3 separate regions of the Zea mays genome follow, and all the other regions are linked to region 1. The links are chromatin contacts, called in public Hi-C maps. All regions are on one chromosome and are shown on one strand. Each heading gives the region's core, a stretch centred on a gene start, on an enhancer-like site or on the middle of the called end of the contact. The rest is flanking DNA. Distances are from core to core; before and after follow the strand shown. Region 1 holds the start of LOC103626041 (DNA-directed RNA polymerase II subunit RPB2). Region 2 holds the start of LOC542683 (single myb histone 6). Region 3 holds the start of LOC103626044 (probable glutathione S-transferase MSR-1).

Evidence for each region. Hi-C and Micro-C count contacts between places; a contact is called where the count stands out from the background.
Region 2: a contact with region 1 is called in a Hi-C map of ear, with 2.5 times the contacts expected there. The contact joins the promoter of LOC542683 here to the promoter of LOC103626041 in region 1. A contact is called at or near these places in 5 of 25 Hi-C or Micro-C datasets (ear, endosperm, leaf and 1 more).
Region 3: a contact with region 1 is called in a Hi-C map of tassel, with 1.9 times the contacts expected there. The contact joins the promoter of LOC103626044 here to the promoter of LOC103626041 in region 1. A contact is called at or near these places in 6 of 25 Hi-C or Micro-C datasets (ear, endosperm, leaf and 1 more).

The regions. Positions count from the first base shown.
Region 1 is chr5:17,442,015-17,446,048 of Zm-B73-REFERENCE-NAM-5.0, forward strand. It overlaps LOC103626041 (DNA-directed RNA polymerase II subunit RPB2), which reads right to left and starts at 1,742. Exons shown (of 25, transcript XM_008646421.2): 1 at 1,213-1,742. The coding sequence starts at 1,581.
Region 2 is chr5:17,854,007-17,858,040 of Zm-B73-REFERENCE-NAM-5.0, forward strand. It overlaps LOC542683 (single myb histone 6), which reads left to right and starts at 2,239. Exons shown (of 8, transcript NM_001112200.1): 1 at 2,239-2,426; 2 at 3,713-3,911.
Region 3 is chr5:17,815,381-17,819,414 of Zm-B73-REFERENCE-NAM-5.0, forward strand. LOC103626044 (probable glutathione S-transferase MSR-1) reads left to right here and starts at 1,888. Exons shown (of 2, transcript XM_008646424.1): 1 at 1,888-2,548; 2 at 2,649-3,005. The coding sequence starts at 2,225. The coding sequence ends at 3,005. It overlaps LOC100304117 (translation initiation factor eIF-2B delta subunit), which reads left to right. Exons shown (of 7, transcript NM_001165599.1): 7 at 96-451. The coding sequence ends at 158. It also overlaps the pseudogene LOC111589514.

The DNA.
Region 1 (4,034 bases), core at 492-2,991:
ACTATATGTCACAAGACCATTAGCAAAATGATGAATAATAAGATAATTCGAGTTCCACTGAAACACACACCACCAAAGAAAAAAGCTATTGATAAATTTGTGTTGGTTATGCTTCAGGCTTTGGTTGCTATTTTCTTCTTCATGGATATTTTTCACATATTGACTATGATGGCATGATATATTGCTAAAAACTGTAAATTGCAAAGGATTAAAATGACCAAAACATCAGATTGCTATGATCAGAAGACCCTTTTTTTATTTACTATGCAATCTCGGATCTGCATTGCAGCCCCACAAATATAGTGAAGGCAACTACTGAATTCAGACACTATCAAAAGATATCTGTATAGAGCTTCAAGATTTTAATACAAGTTTCAATTTATAATCTTGCATACTTACTAAGGAAAGGGAAAATGTTTAGTTCTCTTCAGTGGCCAGACAAGCATAAATATGTTATGTATTTACTGATGATTACTTCTGTGGAATAACATCCATAAATCCAGTTCATGTTTTACAGACTTCTTGAAGGGAATTCAAAAAGGTCTTGAGACTTATTTGTTTATAATGAGTCCTTTGCTGTTGATGATTGATTTCACAGAAATTCTCAATGCTAATTTGTAAATTGTGTTTTCCTTTGCAAGCACTTCTACTGGTATTATGCATTAATTGCAAATCACACTAGTCAGCTCCTCAAGCAAATAAGGTCAACTCATGAAACATGAGACGTGCTATCTTCATCATAAGCCATAAGGTCAACTCAATATATGACTAGTACCAACTGAAATCACTAGTTCACTACAAATGTCCTCGTCAATGTACAAAACACACTCTAGAATCTCCTTGTGCTATCCTTGTGAAACTCAAGAATTCCCTACCATATATTACACTGGAGGAACTTCAGCAGAAGCTAATCTAGACACTGCAACTGAACAATTCCACAACCCTCTGACCACCAATGTCAGGGTGCAAAATTGACCCTCCAGCCATAAAATCGAACACCTGTTCGGACTAGTTCCAAAACCCTAAGGAGACATCTAATCAAGCAGGAGCCCAGAGAAAGGGTGGCAAAAGTGATGAGGGTGGCCTATGCTACCGAGACATCACGTCATACCAAGCTCCCCCAGCGCCCCAGCCTAATTGCTCAATCATTACCAGCAAATAGTGAACAATTCAGGCCACACTTGCAACGGTCAATAAGAGTGGGGCGACAACCTCGGCAAACTCGGCCTGACGGCCGGGGTTGTGCTGCGACTCGGGCCGGATCTCGATGTCGGCGGACTCATCGACAATCTCTTGCATGGTGTTCTGGATGAACTCATCGAAGGAGTCGAGCTGCTGGCGCACGAGGCCCTTCTCCTCGAAGTAGGCGGAGATGACGGCCCAGGCGTCGTCCTGCGTGATATCTTCCTGCTGCTCGGCGTCCCCATCCGCCTCCTCCTCCATCTCGTCCCCGTCCCCACCCCCCTCGCCATACCCCATCTCGTCGTCCTCCTCCGCGCCGTACCCCGCGTGGCCGCCGCCGCGCTGGTGATGCCCGCCGTAGCCCATGTCCATCCCATCCTCGTACTCGTCATCCTCCATGGACAGAGCGCTAGCCCTAGTGGCGAGCTGCTACGCTGGGGGCCGGGGTGAGCCGGTGCCCGGTCGGGATCGATGTCGCGGCGAGCCGCCTCTCCCGAGAGCTAGAGACGCAGAGATTGGGGGGCGGGGGCGAAATGGCGAGGGAAAGCGCAATGGGAACGTGCTCGAAGGAGTATGTATGGTTCACATTATTTTTGTGTTTGGTTTATAGGGACTAATGTTTAGTCCCATTATTTTATTCCATTTTAGAATATAAATTGCCAAATTTAGAAATTAGAATAGAGTTTTAGTTTCTATATTTAGCAATTTTGCAACTAAAATAAAATAAAATGTAGGGACTAAAAATTAGTCCTTATAAACCAAACACCCCCTTAATATTACATATATATATATATAATCTTACTTCAACAGACTATTTATCTAGCTAGTCAGAGTGGCTAGCTAATTTTAGCGAGCAAGAGAGCTATTTTGAAGAGTCAGATAGCTTGACGATTAGATAGCTAATCTATTGAAAAGTTATTTTGCTTTGATTAGCCAAAATTTGGCTCGACAAACCATTTATCTAATCTTTTGGAGATGCTCTCATTTCTCATTTAACAGCAACATCAATCTTTCAATTTATATCAAGTTCTTCAACAAGGACATGTTGTTCATTAACCTGGTCGTGGTTGACACCAACTGGACGCGTGGCGCCGAGTAAGGGTGAAAACAGTCGGTAATGGTCGGAAAAATGGGAAAGTCGTAAACGGATAACGGCCGGTAAATTCCGGTATATCGAAAACGGATAAATCCGAGCAAAATAACTCGAAATTGATCGGGAAACGGTAACTTAATCGGAAAAGCTCACAATAAACAAATCCTAACCACACAGTTGTTCATTCACATCCACATACAAGTCTCATTCACAAAAGTACACAAAACACAATCTTGTCCGCATATAATTGGTCATACACTCATACATGTCCACTCTTAAATTTTAACACACAACACATAGGCATGACCACACATAAATTATCATACATGTTCACTGAAGTTTTAACCACATATTCCCTCCTTCCCATGAAACAAGGCGTCTAAGATTCTCAATTTTTTCCCATGAAACAAGGCGTGCGGTGGTTTTCTAGCTAATGTGGACACATGTGCCCTTGCTCTGCATATGATTAGAGAGTAAATGACAGCGATGAAGTTTATGGCGGTTTATTCCATGTACGGTGGTTTTCTGGCTAATGTGGATCCACTACTGTTTATGCATACACACACAAGGCAAGGTAGAGATTCTAGGGATTTTTAATTCTATTCACATGCAGGATGTCTTCCTAGCCATACACTCCTAGTCTTGAAGCAGCAACCATACATCTACCACAAACATCGAAGCAGCCATACGTCTAGCTAGTCCAAATGGATCCTGCGTCGCCGCCGAGGGGTGAAAATACGACGCCAAAAGAACTTCCGATTGACGTGCTGCTGGCCGGTCTACACAAAGCGGTGGAGGGCCTCAACGAAGCAGCTGCGGATGGACTCCAAGCAGCAGTTGTCGATGGCTTGCTTGCGGCGGCGGATGCCCTATCCCAGACGCGGAATCGTCTGCATGGTGAAGTCGCGTCCGGGATAGGTGTCGCCGCTACAGGTCTTCGACATGCAGCTAAATTCCTACGCGCGGTGACCTGTTCTCGTTGCGGACTTGTCCACAAAGACTACGACTCCATTGCTTGGGATGAGGGTCACAATAAGTTTGATTGTCATGTCCTCTTCCATGACTCGTCATCTCGTCAGAAGTGGCTTCTGAAGAATGCTAGAGTGGATGGCTCCGATGGTAACGACGACGTCTCAAGCTTTGTGGCAGACTCCATCACCGAAGAGGCTGATTCCATCGCCAAGACGACAAAGTGATCTACCGGTGGCTAGTACTCCATTCTCATCTACTTTCATGGAACAAGAAAAACAAAACAATACTCCGTATTTGAGTCCATCGATGTTAATGTCCCTTATTTGAGTATTTTTTTCCTTTCACACACGTTTGTTTGGTTTATTTTCCCATTGCCTGCTGATGATCATCACGCTTGAAAGAAGGTGTTGTAAACCAACAATCTTGAGAAGTCCATCATTTAAATTACATGCATGAGAAGGTGAAAATAATCCTAGAGTAAACAAAATTTAATTACTCATTAGCGTACTGAACTGCCTGCTGCACAATCTCTGCATCACAAGTTAAGGAAATTGGCAGAATACCTTGCCTCTCTAGTGCAGCTTTCTTCAAATGTAGGATTGGATAATGTTGGCTACCATTCAACCGCATTATCTCACACATATAGGACTGGTGTGTGAGAAAAATCCGGTTGCTAACATTGGCCGAGTAGTCGTTGTAAGCTTTCTCTACCTTCTGCACAATATCAGCAATACCCTTTGGTGAAGTTTTTTGATATGCAGACTGAAGTGAAGAGAAGAAACCAAGG
Region 2 (4,034 bases), core at 989-3,488, 410 kb after region 1:
TATGTCTTGGTTGTATGGTTGCACCACATATGTTCTGTTGGGGACCTTCGGCTTCCGAAGGTCCTCAAAAACAGGATTTAACAGTATTTCTGGAGTATAATGTGTGAACAGGTATCTTCGGACCCAAGTCGGCATCACAGTAGACCAGAATAATACGAAGGTTGGTACAGCGCCGAAGGTGTGAGCAGGAAAGCTTCGGCGTGGCAGCAAAAAGTGAAACCGACTTAAAGATGAAAAGGCTATTTAGACCTCGACAGATTACTATAGAATTATTATCAAGTGTAAAGGGCATGAATGTAATTTTGTATGGGTTGTGTCCCGTGCCTATAAATAGGTGAACGGTACCCCCGTACTGTTCACGCTGACTGGGCATTCGCTTTTTGCGTCACGCTTGTACTATCATCTCCTTCAAGTTGAAGGTACATTTGTAATTCAGCGATATTTCTGTTTATACATAATAATACATATATAATTGTTTATATTATCTTTTATATACCTTACACTTCATCCTTCGTCACTGTATAATGAACTTATGAAGGTACGCCCTTCATAACCTTCGTCCGAAAACCATTATATCCTAAGGGAAATAATGCTTCGAAGGACGAAGGACTTTAACGATTAACATTTTCTATGTTGCCTTGTTCTTAACTCATAGCACTTGAGAACGAGTCCCCAACATGTTCCCCAATAACTAATCAGATCTCGAACATACTCTAAGATAACACCTTTGCCATATTTCCATTCTTGCAAATTGCCTCGCCTCACTCGAAAATATCACTTGGCCCGACAAGATTGCTCACGCCCAAAAATATCACTTGGCCAAACAAGGTTGCTCATGCTGGCAGCTCTGGTCACCCTTGATAAGGATGACAGTAGGTAAATTCCCATCAGCCAATTTCACTTTATACCCACACCTCATCAAAAATATTCTATTTGTAGAATTACTTATATCCGCTCGCGTGTATAAAATTATTCCCACACCCATACTCGCATCGGTAATTATATCCGTTGGGTAACCCGTATCTACTACCCTTCCACCTCCGTGTTTATGTCTTGGTTGTATGGTTGCACCACATATGTTCCCCAATAACTAATCAGATCTCGAACATACTCTAAGATAACACATTTGCCATATTTTCATTCTTGCAAGTTGCCTCGCCTCACTCGAAAATATCACTTGGCCCAACAAGATTGCTCACGCCCAGAAATATCACTTGGCCAAACAAGGTTGCTCATGCTGACAGCTCTAGTCACCCTTGATAAGGATGACAGTAGGTAAATACCCATCATCCAATTTCACTTTGTACCCACGCCTCATCAAAAAATATTCTATTTGTAGAATTACCTATATCCGCTCGCGTGTATATTATTCCCTCACCCATACTCGCATCGATAATTATATCCTTTGGGTAACCCGTATCTACTAGAAAAGTCTTAATTGTAATATGTAAATCGCTCAAAAAGTCAAACAAACGAACAAAATAAGTTTAACTTCAAGTATAACGAATCATATGATTACATAATTTAATAGTTAAACAAATAATAACTAGAGAAGAATTTTTAGCTAATATATGTTTTACTCCGTCTCAAAATAATAGTCATTTTAGATCTTAGTTTTATATCTATATTCAAATGGTTTAAGACGAATCTAGATACATATATAAAATATATATATTAAATATTATATTAACTCATTAATTAATTAAGGGTGTGTTTGAATACACTAGAGCTAATATTTAGTTGGCTAAAAATTGCTAATAAAATTAGCTAATTAACAAATAGTTAGGTAACGAGTAACTAATTTACTAAAAGTAGTTAATAGCTAACTATTAACTAGATTGTTTGGATGTCTCAATTAATTTTAGAAAATATCCTTAAAACGAACTTTAATTTATGACAGATGGAGTATTAGATACTAATAATGATATTGGATAGAGTTTCTTGTGCATTAAGATACTGGACTTCACGATTCAGCCTTGTGAACTACCCACTTTCCAATTCGACATCTTCGCCCTCGAATCGAGCTTCCCTCCACCGAATCGAGTTCCTCCATCCAAATCGAGCTCATTGCCGCCGGATCGAGGTCTGCGTGGATCGAGCTCGAGCTTTGGAGAAGGAGAGGAAACGGGGGACGGGCACGGGGGGAGCAAGGCAACCAAACGGGTGGAGGGAAACACGCCAAACAGGCTCCTCGATCGTTCCGGGCTCGGGCTGCCACCCGCCATTCGGTGTCCCCTCCTTGACAGGTGCCCGAGCCGCGCCGAGCTCCAGCCTCATTTCCACGGTCCGCGCCGGCACTCTTCCCTCTCCCGATCGTCCTCCTCGTCGCCTGCCGCCTCTTCCTTCTTCCCACTCCACTAGCTTCAGGTTGGACTGCACAACGTGGAGCGGAGATCTATCCGAACACGGGATTGATTCATCTGGTGGTAAGCCCTAGCACCTTGTTTGGTTGGATTTTTCAACGATGGGCTGCGGGTCGTCAGAGCAGTTAATTCAAATTCATCTCTATCTGCATGAATTGGTAGCGAATTTCTTCCTTCGTTATGGACTATGTTAATCCAACCCGTTCGTTCACGCAGTTCCATAGTTCTGGCTCGGTTCCAATCCAAAACCAATGGGGTGCCATATGACGCCTAGCACTTTGGACCCGAGATATGATTCACTTCGTTTTACAAAGAAATTGCGATTTGATTGAACCCCATGCTCCATGGTCCACGCTAAGTCTTGTCTTGCCCTGGATCTGAGGGATATATGATTGCCCTTGGCCTGTTTTAAGTTTGGTATGCAATTTCGATGTGGCTTACGCGAAACTGTTTTGGATTAATTCAAAAGCAAACCATCTTGCATTATCTCTGTTTGATATTTCTATTATGGTTGTGGTCTGTGCACATAGTGCACTCTAGCTTAAGATATTTTCTCTGCATGAATTTAAATCACTGGTATATAAATTGTGACATTATGGTGTTGCGATTTCCTGCTGCCTCAGTTGTTATGCAGGTAAAATATTTTAAATCCTTTGTTCTGAAGCACTATCCGATTAGTTTTGAGGAAAGAGAGTGTTGCAATGCCTGTATAGGTATCAAGTGTCAGTGTACAGATGTCCACTATTTGCCCTCCTGTTTCTGCATCACCGATTCATAATGTATTCAATCTTAAATCTAGCTAGGACATGGATTAATATTGTTTAGTGATAATGGTATGCTTGGCAGGACCATGCATGCTGGCACCTATGTGAGTACAGTGTATGATCTTACTCAGACTAGCCATTTAGATGCCTGAATCACATCTCCATTTTTCATGCAGTAGAACTGTGTATCCTTATATTAATTAAAGAGAGGGAAAGAACTGTACCATACAACACAACCCTCTTATCTCACTAGAGGTAAGAAAAGGTTGCCTTAGAAGACTAGAAAAACAACAAATACCTGAAACAAAAAGAACAAGGAACGACCCTGCTCTAGCAACTTGAATGAAATTGATTATCCTTCATATTTTTCTAATAATGGGAACTTCAAGAATGGTGTGATGGCAAGTTTGAAGAAAAAAAAACCATTGTGAAGCGCCTTCCCACTTTTTGAAATGTGTTCCTCTGTTATTTCGTTAACTCTTTATGTGATATTTTTTTGTGACTTATGTTATACTAATTCCCTAGTTACATAGGAATATTCTATGTTTTGTGCTGATATTCCTCTTGCTCTTTTTAACATTTCAGGTGTTACAACATAGGGTTTTTGATATAGCAATGGGATTACTCATGTATAAATGAACAAAGTTTGGAGACAGTTGGACCTGACAATTGCCACTTTTTACATGTTTTAACTCATTTTTTTTCTGGGAAACAAGTAATTCTGAAGTTACCTTGGAAGTCCTTTGCGCTTTTGACTGGTCGGGTTGCATAGGCCATTGTTGAGGTTAGTACCATTTAACTAGTACCTGTATACTACAATGGATATGATAGGCTGTATTTGAATTGAAATATGTGGAGTCTCTGAGGGCTGAGGCACAGTATGGCAAATGTTTTCTTGTATAATTTG
Region 3 (4,034 bases), core at 638-3,137, 370 kb after region 1:
GGATGGCTAGTTTATTCCAAATTTGTTTAGGGTTTATAGATAGATGACATGTGTGCCATTTGATCAGTATTTGATTGTGTTGTTTCCTGTTGCAGCTTCCGCCAACTAGTGTACCGGTCATTGTGAGAGAGTACCGCAAGGAGCAACTATGGATATGACTCACTGCCCTACTGGCGTATGGTAGCATTTTTGGTGACCTTTGCCTGAGTGCAACATGATAAATGATTGCACTGCTGGCCTGAGTTTTTTTTTTTGTCTGTCCTTGTTGCCTTTTTACCAAAAGACGGTCCGTCGTGTTTTGCGATCACCTGTATAACTTGCAACTCTGAATGGTGCACTCGTGTGCCCTCGGACATCGTTGAGTCGATGGATCAGTGATGAGTACCATCCTTGGGCTCTAAATATTTCAATGGAATGCCACCTCCAACCACAGAGAAGGTTGAATATTTGATATGGTTTTTGATACTCTACGTTGAACGCTAATTTTTACTGTAGTACCCACATTTGGCAGTTTGTACAAGCATTAGTTACCAATTTACCGACCAATGTTCGTGTAGGCTGTGCCATTCGGGGAATTTGCTTTGGATCTTTCATTGACCGGTGCAGTACGTGCTCAAACAACAACACAGGGTTCTCACTCCTGATGGCAGGCAGCTTTCATTAGGCCAGGCCAGGGATCGACTGAAAATATGATTCCGGACGTTGTGAGTGTTCTGCTCTCCGAGTTGACCGACACCACCATGGCCACGTATCACAAGTGTAGTGAAGCACGCCACAGTTGTTTTAGATCTGGTTGTAAGCAAGGAGTAGGAATCCCATGTTCATGCCTTCAACAACAGGCCTCACAACCCTTTCATTCCAGTTCCAACTCCCATACCAGTAAATGAGTTCTCTGCAATACGGGTATCCAAAACTCTAAGGTCTCCAAACATCTAAGCTAAAACCAACATCTACACCAGACACGCGCACTGTTGGATCTCGTTTCATCTCTTCTATGAAGGTCACACAAAGAGCTTCAAACAGAAGACCTCATGACTGAAAATAAATTAATTAAGGTTCGGAATTTGCAAACATTTGGATTGAAGGAAAACTATACTACGGCATTTTTTTTGTTATCGTAGACCTCGATGGGTAATAAGATAACTAAAGTGATACTGGTATAATGCTCGTGCGCTGCGATGACACAATCATATTTGATAATTATATATTTAATATAAAAAAGAATTTATGGTCCATATATAAGATATTAAACCGAAAATAACAAATATTATACTCTATCTTAGCCAAGAGGCCGAGAAAGTTATGAGTTGGAAAAAAATCTGACCGCGCTTTTTATAGCTTGCTTGGTTGCCCATACCCATTCAGCTAGTGAGGTGATACATACTACGTGGAAGCGGTGTGTTGCGTTTGGCTTCTTGTCGTGTTTGGCTTAACTGGTTTATTATAGTCTATCTATGGTGTAACAGCTTATTAGATCCATGGTTAGACGAAAAGCGGAGAGGGTGTCAGACCTACGTAAGCACGTGACGCACGATTAACCTTGGAATTCACAACACGATATTATATGTCATTGACAAGAATCATAGCAAGACTACCGCAGCTTTGCAGAACTTGTATTTTAATTTGGATTTTTAAGCTGTGCTTTACCTCTCCGTCACACTGACATCCGGCGCCCGGCCAGCCTAGGAACATCCGGCGTCCTACGTCCACAAGGAAGATGCATGGACGGACGTTGAAGACGTCTCGAACTCTTCGCAGCGCCGCTGCCGGGAGCCGCACGAAGCTGCATAGCCTGACATTTTTTTTACCGGCATGCAAAGAAGCAAATTAAATAGAGAGAGCTAGGACATGCTCACATGCAGAAACGAACAATTTATTAGCGACGAAACAATCGAAGACATGCATGCATCGTTCGATGCATTATTATTGGTGCGGTCGTCCGGTCGATGATGACCTATCAGCATATGCTGTTGATTTCCATCAGCAAGAAAAATGGCAGCACCTCCGGCCCGTCCAAAGAGCACCTCGTCCTCGTAGCTCAACATCTAGCAGATTGCCATATGCATCATCTGCTCTGCTAGCTATATATATAGACATGGAGTGGAATCAAGAAGCCATTGGCAATGCAAGCTCCAGTCATCAGCTAGCGATCGAGCGTCCCGGCCCCATCGTCTGCTGATAATAAAGCACAAGCAGCTTCCAAGGGATCGGACTATCGGAGGCAATGGAGGGAGGCGTGGTGCTGCTCAACTGCTCCGTGAGCCCCTTCGGCAACCGCGTGCGCATCGCGCTGAAGCTCAAGGGCGTGGTGTACGAGGAGAAGGCCGAGAACCTGGCGGCCAAGAGCCCGCTGCTGCTGTCCTCCAACCCCGTCCACGCCAAGGTCCCCGTCCTCATCGTCGGGGGCAAGCCCGTGTGCGAGTCCCTCGTCATCCTCGAATTCATCGACGACGCCTTCTCTTCTACCGCCGGCGAGCTGCGGCTCCTCCCCGCCGACCCCTACGCACGCGCCCACGCCCGTTTCTGGGCCTCTTACGTCGACACCAAGGTGGTCGCGCGCGTCCATCCATCCTAAGATGGTCTATCGTCGAGATCAATATACCTATCTAGTCTAGGCTTCTAATAATCTAGCTTTAATTAATCTGCAGCTCAACGATTGCGCGATGCGCGTGTGGCGGCAGCCCAAGGGCGCGGCGGCGGCGGTGGAGGCGGCGGCGAAGGACACGGTGGCCGCGCTCAAGACGCTGGAGGCCGAGCTGGGCGGGAAGCCGTACTTCGGCGGGGACGCCCTCGGCTACATTGACGTCGCGCTGGTGCCCTTCGCGCCGTGGTTCCTGACCTACGAGCGGTTTGGCGGCTTCGGCGTCGCCGCCGAGTGCCCGGCGCTGGCGGCGTGGGCAGAGCGCTGCGTCCGGGAGAACCAGTGCGTGGCCGAGTCGCTGCCGGAGGCCGAGCACGTGTTCCAGTTCGTGTGCGGCATGAGGAAGGCGTTCGGCCTCGACTAGCAGCTGCTGGCGCCCGGCCGGCAGTCCGGCATGTACGCGCACGTCCGCGCCCGCGCGATTTTGGTGCACCATCGTGCACACGAACGCACGTTGATCCATGCATGATTCCGTGTGCATCGTCTCGTCGCAGCGAACTTGTCATTGCTTGGCTATTGTTACGCATGTTGTTTACGCACACACTCGTGTTTTAGATATTTATGTTTCCTTCTCATTTCGTCGCGGCCGTTTGGTAAACCTTTAATTTGTAGTTGCAATTTCCTTTTTTTCCCCGAAGAAACCGATGGTGCTAATAAAATAAATGTATTTTTAAGCAAAGTGCCAGTAATTATTTCTGTGTTATTCATGAGCAGAAGTTTATGTTGGTGCACTACCGAAATATGGCTCTTTGCCAAGTACTTTTTATCGGACACTCGGCAAAGCAGTCTTTGCCGAGTGTCGCACTCGGCAAAGTCGTACTCTTGGTAACGACCATGTTTACCGTGAGTAGGACACTTGGCACAGGGAAACACTCAGCAAAAAAAAGTTTGTCGTGTGCCAAACTCTTGGCGAACCTAGACTCTCGGCAAAGGTCCGTCAGCAGCCGTCTATAGCTGACGACAATTACCTTTGCCGAGCGCCAGACTTTAGCACTCGGCAAAAGAATTCTCTTTGTCGAGTGTCATCTAGTACACTCGCCAAAGGCGCCGTTTCCGTCATCACTCGACGTGACGACACCTTTTCTTTGTCGAGTATCTGGCGACACTCGGTAAAAGACTTTGTCGAGTGCCCGATAATAAGTACTCGGCAAAGAAGCTGTTGGCGATATACAGTTCGCCGAGCTCTCTTTGCCGAGTGTCTGAAACACTCGACAACTTCGCCGAGTGCTTCAGACACTCGGCAAAGAGCCCGATTCCGGTAGTGGTGGCAACTGTTACTACCTAATGTGTTTCATGGGACAAAGGTGGGACCCAGATGGTTGTAATACTGTGGTATTCTGGTCCGAGTGGGCTATGATATATTGGGCTAGGTTTTATAGGATTGACGGCGTAT